3 separate regions of the Mus musculus genome follow, and all the other regions are linked to region 2. Evidence: chromatin contacts called from public Hi-C data. All regions are on one chromosome and are shown on one strand. Each heading gives the region's core, a stretch centred on a gene start, on an enhancer-like site or on the middle of the called end of the contact. The rest is flanking DNA. Distances are from core to core; before and after follow the strand shown. Region 1 overlaps Zbtb20 (zinc finger and BTB domain containing 20). Region 2 overlaps Zbtb20 (zinc finger and BTB domain containing 20). Region 3 overlaps Zbtb20 (zinc finger and BTB domain containing 20).

Evidence for each region. A called contact is a pair of places that touch in the nucleus more often than the background predicts.
Region 1: a Hi-C map of ventricular fibroblasts shows a contact between it and region 2, with 3 times the contacts expected there. The contact joins two enhancer-like sites. A contact is called at or near these places in 4 of 484 Hi-C or Micro-C datasets (the HL-1 cell line, liver, muscle stem cells and 1 more) and 2 of 9 other capture datasets (adipose tissue and liver).
Region 3: a Hi-C map of muscle stem cells shows a contact between it and region 2, with 2.6 times the contacts expected there. The contact joins two enhancer-like sites. A contact is called at or near these places in 3 of 484 Hi-C or Micro-C datasets (the HL-1 cell line, muscle stem cells and myocytes) and 1 of 115 datasets of contacts at active chromatin or transcription factors (fibro-adipogenic progenitors).

The regions. Positions count from the first base shown.
Region 1 is chr16:43,233,963-43,237,059 of GRCm38.p6, forward strand. The region is part of intron 3 of Zbtb20 (zinc finger and BTB domain containing 20); the gene reads left to right. Among named protein-coding and RNA genes, the nearest start is that of Gm25873, 110 kb to the left of the region's middle. Within about 2 kb of position 1,434, at least 65 of the 459 cell types and tissues checked have an H3K27ac peak or open chromatin away from gene starts, as enhancers often do. A contact at or near this core is called in muscle stem cells, where this site is marked.
Region 2 is chr16:43,457,555-43,460,753 of GRCm38.p6, forward strand. All of the region lies in intron 4 of Zbtb20 (zinc finger and BTB domain containing 20), which reads left to right. Among named protein-coding and RNA genes, the nearest start is that of Gm15713, 39 kb to the left of the region's middle. Within about 2 kb of position 1,252, at least 70 of the 459 cell types and tissues checked have an H3K27ac peak or open chromatin away from gene starts, as enhancers often do. A contact at or near this core is called in fibro-adipogenic progenitors, muscle stem cells and myocytes, where this site is marked.
Region 3 is chr16:43,251,390-43,254,858 of GRCm38.p6, forward strand. All of the region lies in intron 3 of Zbtb20 (zinc finger and BTB domain containing 20), which reads left to right. Among named protein-coding and RNA genes, the nearest start is that of Gm9968, 110 kb to the right of the region's middle. Within about 2 kb of position 1,847, at least 63 of the 459 cell types and tissues checked have an H3K27ac peak or open chromatin away from gene starts, as enhancers often do. A contact at or near this core is called in fibro-adipogenic progenitors, muscle stem cells and myocytes, where this site is marked.

The DNA.
Region 1 (3,097 bases), core at 184-2,683, 220 kb before region 2:
ATTTGCAATCATTTGTAATACATAGCATGTGATCTCTGACTAGAATGTATCTGTGACCACTAAGTAAATACATAGTTTCCCTTCTTATAATAGCCATGCAAATATGATTTATCTTCTGACACAATACAAACAGAGTATGCATGTATGCATTTGGTGAACAAAAGACAAATGAGTAGGAAAACAGGATGTGTGCCTACATCCTCTACTTGCCTGAGATAACAGGAATGCATTGATAGAGAGAAGGACAGTGCACACTCTTATTTGTGCCTGTGTTGGGGATATACCAATATTGTTGCAATATACCATCCTGATGATGGCAGTCATCATGGTTTGAGAAGGACTTTGTTCCTTAATAGATTTGTTTTTAAATCCTGAGCTGTTTACTATCTAAAGCATTTATCTGAAATTACTATTCACTAAATCCCTCAGTTCCTAGAACTGTTAATCTGATTCTAGTAATAGTTTTTTTTAAAAAAGTTCAAAGGTTTGCCTGCCTGTAGAATGTTCTTCCCTACCACTGACACTGCAATTCTACCTTTAGATGCAGTTAATGTGTCATGTCTAAGAGCTCTGTTTCATGCTTTCTTGTATGTTTGTGCTACATTGACAGTTTTCTGTTTAGAGGTGCATGTTTTCTTTTAAGCTGTAGTGATTAAATTATAAGCTTCTTGAAGGCAAAGCCTGTCCCTTATTCTCTCAGTACTGGTATTATCCAGTTTCTGATACAGAAGAGATTGTCAATAAATATGTATCTAACAAATTAATGAGTTTGCCTTCACACACATCAGATAAGGGGCATGACTATAATCTCCTCTGTGTTTTTGTTTTTCTCCAGGATTTGTGAGCCTTTTGAAATTAACTATGGACATAGTGCTATGCTTCTGACTTGTCTAGTTGCTTTGAGGGATATTTCTTATTGTTGAAATGGTTTTTTTTTTTTTTGTTAGCAATTGGCTGTTTTAGTGTTTTGTTTTGTGTTGTCCGACCTTGTTTACACTGTGTGTATGTTTTAGAGCAGGGCTACCCGTGTGCTGTTCATGAGTGACGCCGTGATGGAGCCACATGGAACAGTGTTCCTAATTCTCACTTCTCTTTACATGCTACCTGCTTTGGTGCCTTGTTCAAGCACTGTTATTGATGTGCTTTGAAAAGATGTGTGGATTGTGTCAGCAAGCTGGGAAAGTCAGAGTTTTGTTTTGTTTTGTTTTTCAGCCAAAATTCTTAGGCCTTAATAAAATATGCGATGCATAGCTTAGAAGTCAATAACTGTGCCCTACCTGAACAAACGCTCCATTGTTACTTGACTGTTTTGAGGTCGGTCCAGGCCTGAGGATTTTGTTAAAGGCTAACAGAAATGTCCAGTATCACCCAGCCTAGCAAGAGAAAATCTGACACTCGCGACTTGTACTTCTGTGTTCCAGGCTGTTACACAAACTCACTGAGTACTGTATATGTCTGATTTCTCAACTTCACCTGCAGTAAACTTGTGCAATCCCGGGGCTAGAGACCTCCTTTGTAAATGTTGTCTGTCCAGTAATGGTGTTGGCACTGGGAGGCCCTAGCAGATAAAAGTGGAAGAACATATGGCTTCCATCTGAATACAAATTGGTGGACATAGTGTGGTAATTCAGCTGCGATGGCCTCTATACTGTAATCTGAAAGAGTCTGAGTAGATGTGAATTTCTCCCACTCCTCTACACCCCCATTCCACTGTGTTTTGATCGCCCTGAAGTACAGCCATCCTGCGTCGCCTTCTGACTGTGTTATTTGTGAAATGGCCAGCATGAGGAATTATTAATTAAAGCTAACAAATCACCCTGACGAGCTGTGCCCTGGCATGGCTGAAGGTTGATTGGCGAAAGTGTTCTCCTTTAGAGAAAAGACTTTTTGTGCTCGTGACGCAGTCAGGGACGGATTATTGAATATGCAAGTTAGAAGAAAAATCACAGGACAAGCAAATTGAGTATTTACTGGCAAATAATTGCGCTCTTAAACTGTGGCTCTCTTCCTAAATTCTTAACATTCCCGAGGGTTAGAAAGAAACACAGAAAAATGCATCGGTACAGAGTTCATTTCAAAAAACCACCCATAGACTGATGTTTGAGGCTTGTGCAGGTAAGTGTGATTGTGTATGCCTGGGAAGTGAAAGACCAAGCAGAGGATGGGGAGTGTTTCTGTGAGTCTGCTGAGTTGTTTATACAGCTCAGCATAGTTCTAAGTTGAGAATTTAGTTTCCGTGCTGCATTTATTGTGAAAGTGAGAGTCGTGAAAAGGAAAGGGTGTTTTCTCAAGTTATTTGTCTTTATCAGCAAAAGAAAAAGTTAACGTTTTGTCCTAAAAATAGTTTTCATTTTGCTCAGATATTTGTGACTATGTATAAAACGATGACTGGATTTAAAGATCTGTTGTTATTTTCAACACTGTTAATTATGATGCGTCTTAACAGTGTCCCAAACACATGTGGGGAAACTGTTGCATGGATTTTTAAAAGTAAACACTGTTTTACATTAGGACCTAGATAGTTAGTCCGTGTTGAGATTTCTACAGGAACACGAACGTTTGGAAGTTGTTGTTAGGCTTCTAGCTCTTATAGTAACCAAAATGTGTGTGTGTGTGTGTGTGTGTGTGTGTGTGTGTGTGTGTTTCATCTGGAATGTTGCTCAGACTCCTCACTTTTGAGGTCATTGTAAGATATAAGAAACAACTTTAATGTCTTTTTCAAAACTAAATGAAAGGCGTGGAAATATAAAAGGAGTTGAAGGCTCATGTATAAAATGTAGATATTAAACAGATATACTTTTTTATAAGTGCAGTTAGATTATGTGAAAAGCATCCAGAAATAATGTGTATGTACTGGCCATGTATTAAATGTTCTTTGAAAACTTAGAAAAGGTGCTGTCATCAACAACAAGCTGTTTTTGAGATGAGAATAATTGGCTGGCGAAATAGCATTTTAGGCTTATAATAACTATGAGTAGCATGGATTTAAAACAAAAGCATAAATGTAATTTAGACCAAATTAACTAATTAATAATTGTAAAGTGCTTTAAGAATAAAATATCGACATGATAGGAATAGGAGTAGGAATAATAAAAAT
Region 2 (3,199 bases), core at 2-2,501:
AATTTGCTATAGGGAAGAAGGTCTGACACTCAATCCATTTAGACGCTGTAAAGCTACTACTTCAGAAATTAGAAATATACAGGGAAAAATGGAATTACATCATTGAATGTTCCTAAAATCTGCTTTAGAGAGGGCGGAAGAGAAAGGAACTGGTGTGGATGTGGTCATGTTTCCTTCTATATATGTATGAGATTCATGCAGAAAAAAATTATAATTAAAATAGAACCCATCTTAACTATAAATGCAGCCCCTGCTACTGCTCCCAGAGCTGCTGCTCCCACTTCATTTGTTCTCTGATATTTTGTTCTCTGATCCTGTGAACATCATGAAGAGTCAGGAAATGTGGACGGGGTGGGGCAGGTGTTTAATTGTATCTTGGCAAAGGCTCGTACGTAGGCTGTGCTGTGCCTAATTACTGAAGTTTAGTTTCTGCATCTTCTCTCTCCATTGGTGATTACCTTATCCCATCATCTGAGGTTTAAAGAAACTGTTGTTCACAGTTATGTCATAACGTTCATGATTCTTTTATTTCTTGAGATGGACACAAATAATATGGTCCCATAAGGCTGACTTCAACACAGGAGTGACGACATGGCCTTTATGTTTTTCTCCCACCGACCAAAAGAAATGAAAACACATGAGCAAAGGGCCCGGCGTGGTGTTGCAAAGAATACCTCTGCACCCATGCCCTGTCTTTGACTCACAAACCTTTCCCAGTGTTTAGATTTTAAAAAAAAAGTAGAGAATTAAAAACTCACAAATGCAGAGTGCATGTAATGCCATTAAGTCTAGTATAAAACTTCTTGAATCTGTCACATAAAAAAAAAAAAAGTCTTGCATCCAACGCAAAGATGGAATATCAATTGCCAGGAGTCTGTGGAGCTGGCGCTCATTCCGAGAGGCACGTGTGTCTAGAATTCCAGGGGCTCCTCAGCCTTTGGAAATCCTGGAAGTCAAAGTAAAAATCAGCCGAGTGTTTGGGAAGACTCCGACATACAATTACTAAATACTATATTTCTGCAACACTAAAAGATATTTAAACATGTACATTGAAACATTACACAAACATTTAGAGGTTGTCCCTACCCCTATGAAGCAGAGATACAAACCCACCTAAATTCTAGAAAGACTTAAGATTAAAGCCCTGCCTAAGAGGCCACTCCTTCATGACTGCCATACCTTTTACCGTCCTAAGCAAGCAAGAGGAGCTTGGAACGGAGATCGTCTGAATTCCCCAGCTCTGTCATCAGCGCTGTGACACACTCTCATTTTCTGATTCATCTGTGATGAGTAAGCACTCCCTTTTCTATTCAGTCCTCAGAGTAACCAAACTTGCGAGTTATGATGACTTATTTTATTTTTCCTTACTGAATTATTTTTCCTTACTGAATTATTATTGTTCCCTCTTAGCAAAGTTTGTGGCACTCTTTGTCACCGGTGTTAATCCATATGCAGAAAAGCTGGCTTGGCCAGTCAGGTGGCCTGAACCTTGAGTTAGTTCAGAGCAAAGACAAACAGGCAAGCTTCTGTTTTTAACCCAGCCAGATACCTCAGCTGGCAGGCAGCTCAGTTTCCTCACCATAAAATGGGTATAATAATAGCTTTCCCTTACCGCTGTGAAATATTTAGAATGCAAATCAAGCCAAACCTATCTCCTTCCAAAGTGAAGCCTAAACCAGCCTGCATAATCCTGAATGAGCCCAGATTTCAAGGGGAAACTTCAAGTGGGAAACACCTAAAGGTAGTATAATTTAGTGGTTAAAGTATGTGGACTTTGGAATGGTAGGGACTCACTCAGAGGCTAGTGGCTGTGTGATTTGGGGTAAGTTTCCTAATTCCTGAAATCTCCTCTTTCTTCTAGTAAGTTCAGGGTAACAGTATTTTTCCCCTGTAGTGTGGGCTCAGGGATTCACTCTGACAGTGCCTCTCACACTTGCCCTCTGGCAGTCCTCAAGTTAGAATGGTCCGGCATGCCTCCTGGGACACTGCCTGTGTGCCCCAGACAGGACATTTCACATTTCAGGGAGGTCTCAGGTCTGACCCCTGAAAATACACATGGATTCTTGTTTTCTTTTCATTTTTCAGTATATTCTTGTTTGTGTTACTGAACTAGAAGAAATGCAAGGCCAAGAAGAGAATCTGTTTAGTTTCTTCTAAAACATCCAAGAAAAAGTTAATGGGGGAATGAATGTATTCATCTATAAAGAATAGTTTAAGTTATTTACACACAAAGAAAACCAGCCCTTCAGGAAAACTGCCATGTCTTAGTGTCGGAGCCTCTGTGTACCCCATGTAGCTTGCTTCGTACACATCCCTGGGGTGACATATGTGCAAACGAGACACACCTTTCCTTACCAGATGCCTGAAACCACAGCAGGTCCTCAGAGCTAGGAACTCTTTCTGTTGCTACCATTTCTCCACTCCATACTCCTCTACCCATTGTTCTAACTTTAAAAGGAATTATAAGGGGTGGATAATGATCTAAGTACATTATATACATCATAGGCAAATTATAATAGAGCGCGTTATTTTATATTATTAACATATGCTAATAATAATGAATGAGGAAAGTATTATAAAGGTCTAGGGTACTTTAAAAGAGCTTGTATCTCTAGTCACGCATCTTTACCAACTTAGTTTTTTACATTTCCATTTTTAACATTTTCTTTACTCCTGGCTTCAGCTTATGTTTGGCTTAAACTTTCTGAAGACAAATCAAAGAGACTTTTCTCTACTCATCTCCTCAGCCCCCAAGTCACGCGTAATCAGGCCAGGGGAGTCATACATGCGGGCTGCTCCGGAACCAGCCGCTCCTTGAAACTTGTTTTGAGCTTGGGGAAAAGGATTCTCCTAAGAACCTGCATCATCTCTAAATGCTGAAAACCACTGCCCCAGAACATTATGTACATTCAAATTAGTGAATTAGCCTTTTCAGCTACAATTAAACTACAATTGGGTCCTTAGAGATTGACACTTTTGCTATCACAAAACTAAGACTAGGCCTGGCTACCCACTACTCCTCCCACACCTCACTTGGTGTGCGTGCCCACTGCTGGGTTTTAATGTCCTGAATTATTTGGCCTTTACAGTTTTATATCCTTTGCTACATATTTGTGTGTTGAACCTGGAATATTCAATGCAAATGTTTTAAATCCTGTGTAAAACTACTCTACTTAATTCTTTGCATTTCATATAAAAA
Region 3 (3,469 bases), core at 597-3,096, 210 kb before region 2:
TGGCCATCTAAACACAGCCATTTGTAGCTTCTTCTCAGAGGATAAGTAATGTCCTTAGCCTGCCGCTTAAATACTCTTCATCTTCCCTGACTATTTACTGTAAGTCTTGTGTGACCCTGATAATTAGTTATACATATGAGTAGGTTAAATTTGTGACCATCATGATTTATAAGTATATTTTCTTAGTTCTACCTATGTTTACTAAAATAGCTTTCAATCATTTTACTTAATAAGTTTAACAGTTGAATCATTTTTTATAAAAGAAAAACCATGTATTTCTTGAAGTAACATGTTTTTGGATGGACTGAAAAGAATCATTTGCGTATGCAATAAAAAATACACATGGTTCCATTTTCCTTGACTCATACCACAGTATGTACTAGTCAAGTCACATGCCTAAATTTGGGGAATTTTATAGCACCGTGTCACTAAGTTTTGGGCATATAAAATACTATTTGCCTGGCTTTTAAGTTTGTGGATCTTACATGGGGCCTGGCATGGAGATAGGAAGGACATTTTTTTTCCATTGAGCTTTTACTCTGTTTTGAAAGGAAAAGTTGAAACAGAGTCCCTACTGAGTTTTTCACATGTTTCATGGTGGTAACCATAGGAAATAGGGAAACAGGAAATTGTTGGACAGAAGGAAGCCAAGGAGTCCATCTCAGCCTGTCCTCACCTTTTAGATACCATTTGGGCTTGATAAAAATTATTTTTATCTAGGAACAGATTTAATGCTTTATGTTTCCATAATCTTATTCAAAACAGTAGAGAAAATAGTACTGCTGATTATGTAAATAATTGTATTCTAAACAGAACTCAGTTCTTATGTTCTGAAGGAACTGATGGAAACATTCCTTCAGATGCCAATAGATAGAATCGTGGAAGTCTGCATTTGTAGAAGTCCATTTGGGGTATTTAGAGGAATTCTCAAAGGTTGTCATAATATATGTACTATACATGTGTGTGTGTGTGTGTGTGTGTGTGTGTGTGTGTGTATGTATGTATGTATGTATGTATATTCCAGATATGAGGAAAAATTCTTATTGTACAAAAATATCTGGGCATAGAATGATGATATTGTTAAATTTAGGTCACACGCATCTTCACACACAAATGTTCTTCATCCTGCTCACCTTTCTACTTCTTGACCTATTCAGCAAAACTGAATTCTCACTCACTGTCCATATTCAGAAGTGCTGTATCATGAAAATTAAAGTGCTTATCAAGCACAGTGATGTTCTTCCCTGCAAATGGAAACACACATTTTCTTGACTGTTTAAAGTACGCATGCATTCATTTGTTTGTGTCCTACCTATAGGGAGCATGTTGTGAATACCCTGACCAGGTAAAGCTCTATTAAAAGTCTTATCATCTCAAGACCATTGTGCTCATTACTGTAGTTTCTATTTTCTTTCATATGCTGAACATGTTATAAAAGCTATACTAAAGATATGACTTCCTATTCTTGTTTTATTTAATTGGTGAAATACAGATACCAAGTAGTAGTCATGGCGTTGTCTACACGTGGATACACAGCTCTTCTTTTCTTCTATCTAGAGTAGCATGTTGCTTTGAAAGGATTTGTACAATCCCACAATAATAAATTAAAAACAAACAAGCAACCTCTAACCAGATCATAAAGACTGCTTCTGATGACTGGCCAATAGCATCGCTCTTCCCATTCTTAGCTGAACCACACCAGTTGTTTAATCTTAGATTTTTCACATTGCACAGTTAGCTTTTTTCACAGTACAGTTTTGAAAGATGAGCACTGTATACATAACCATGATAAAATGCCTCCTGGATACAGAGCCTTTAAAGTGAGTGTGTGCCCAGAGGCAGGGAGGGGGAGGTCTGCTCGAGGTTGAAAAGCACAGTGATGTGTCAGAATGCTTGTGTTCTGACTCATACTGACACCGAGTGACTTGTCACTCAGGGATTTCACCAGTTCCCACATCTGACTCAGTGACAGTTTACAACAGTCTGAATTTCAATAATTATCCAAGTAATTAAAGTCAGAAACATTTTGGAAATGTTCAATATTGTATTACAATTTTAAACTGTAAATAATAGGTTTCTCATGAGATAGAGGGCCATTTTTGTTATGTTAAGTTCTCTTCTTCCAAGTGCTGGCATCTAAATTAACCAGAGTCTGGTCTAAGGGCCCAGTAATAGTTCATGATAGTTAAACTAATAAAAGAAATGGGAGATACTTAGAGAAGTATGTAATTTGATGAAATTTGTATTCCTTGGATTCTCTAATGTTTGACACAGGATGAGTTGAAAGCATTTTTTTTTTTTTTTTTTTTTTTTGACAATGGAAAGCTCTTGTGGGCTAGACAAGTTTTTCTGTAAAAGTGTAGTACTCAACTTAATTGTGCCAGGAGCGTATGCAGCCTGGAAGGACAGACACATCAGTGCAGACTCCCCGTTGACAGTGGCTCCTAGCGGGGCCTGAGGGTCCTCTTTAGAATGAGCCCCACTAGTGATTTGCTAGCCCATGTTCTAGAAACTCTCTCTGAAGTTTCTGGCAGTCAGTCAGTGCTCTAGCTTTTAGGATATGTGGTTCCTTGTTATGTGCAGAGTTAAAGAGATTACGTAATGTTCTATTCTATAAAGCACCACAGACAGAACATTTTATTTTTTCAGTATCTTTGGACTTTTCTGTTTGTTCCTAAATTTGCATGTTTTAGCTTAGGAAAGAATACAAATAGATCTGTTTTGTCAGAATTTTTACTTAATTGGCACTATAGGATCTATCAGACCAGGGAATCTTTTACAAATTTTGGGTTTTTTTTTTCTTTTTTATGCATATGTCCAGATGTCTACACAAAGCTAAAATGAATTGAAAGAAATAGCAGTTCTATTTAATGTAGTTAACACAGTTTTGTCATGCAAGGGCAACGACATCTGCTCTAACCTCTCACAAATACTCAAGTCCATAAGGATAAACAAGAAACATCCCCGTTACTGAGAAAGTTTTATTTTTTAAAAGACAACCTCTTTCTCTATTCCACATACTCAATTCCCTTGTCATTTTACATTATAAATAAATAACAAACCAATTTGGCACATGCCCACCGATTAAAAATAAAAGTTGTCAGAAATGAGAAGGGAAAGACAAAAATATGAATTATTAATTATAATATTAAGCAGCATAAAATGCCTAACATGAAATGATACCACCTACAAGAAATTTTATCAAAATAAAAATGAGACAATGATTTAATATTTATCATATAAAATTACATTGATGTAATTTTACATGGTAAATATATTTATATTATCTAGTACTTGAATCAAATTTAATAAAGAGATATTTTAATCATTGTAAATAAAATTCACTTCTGGGATAGTAACATAAATGGAAGTATTATTTTAAAATCATGTCCCGGCTAAGTTGTCTTACTGACCTAGTAGCTTTGCTCACTGTAACATTATATCCTGACATATTAGCTTTAAGATGTTC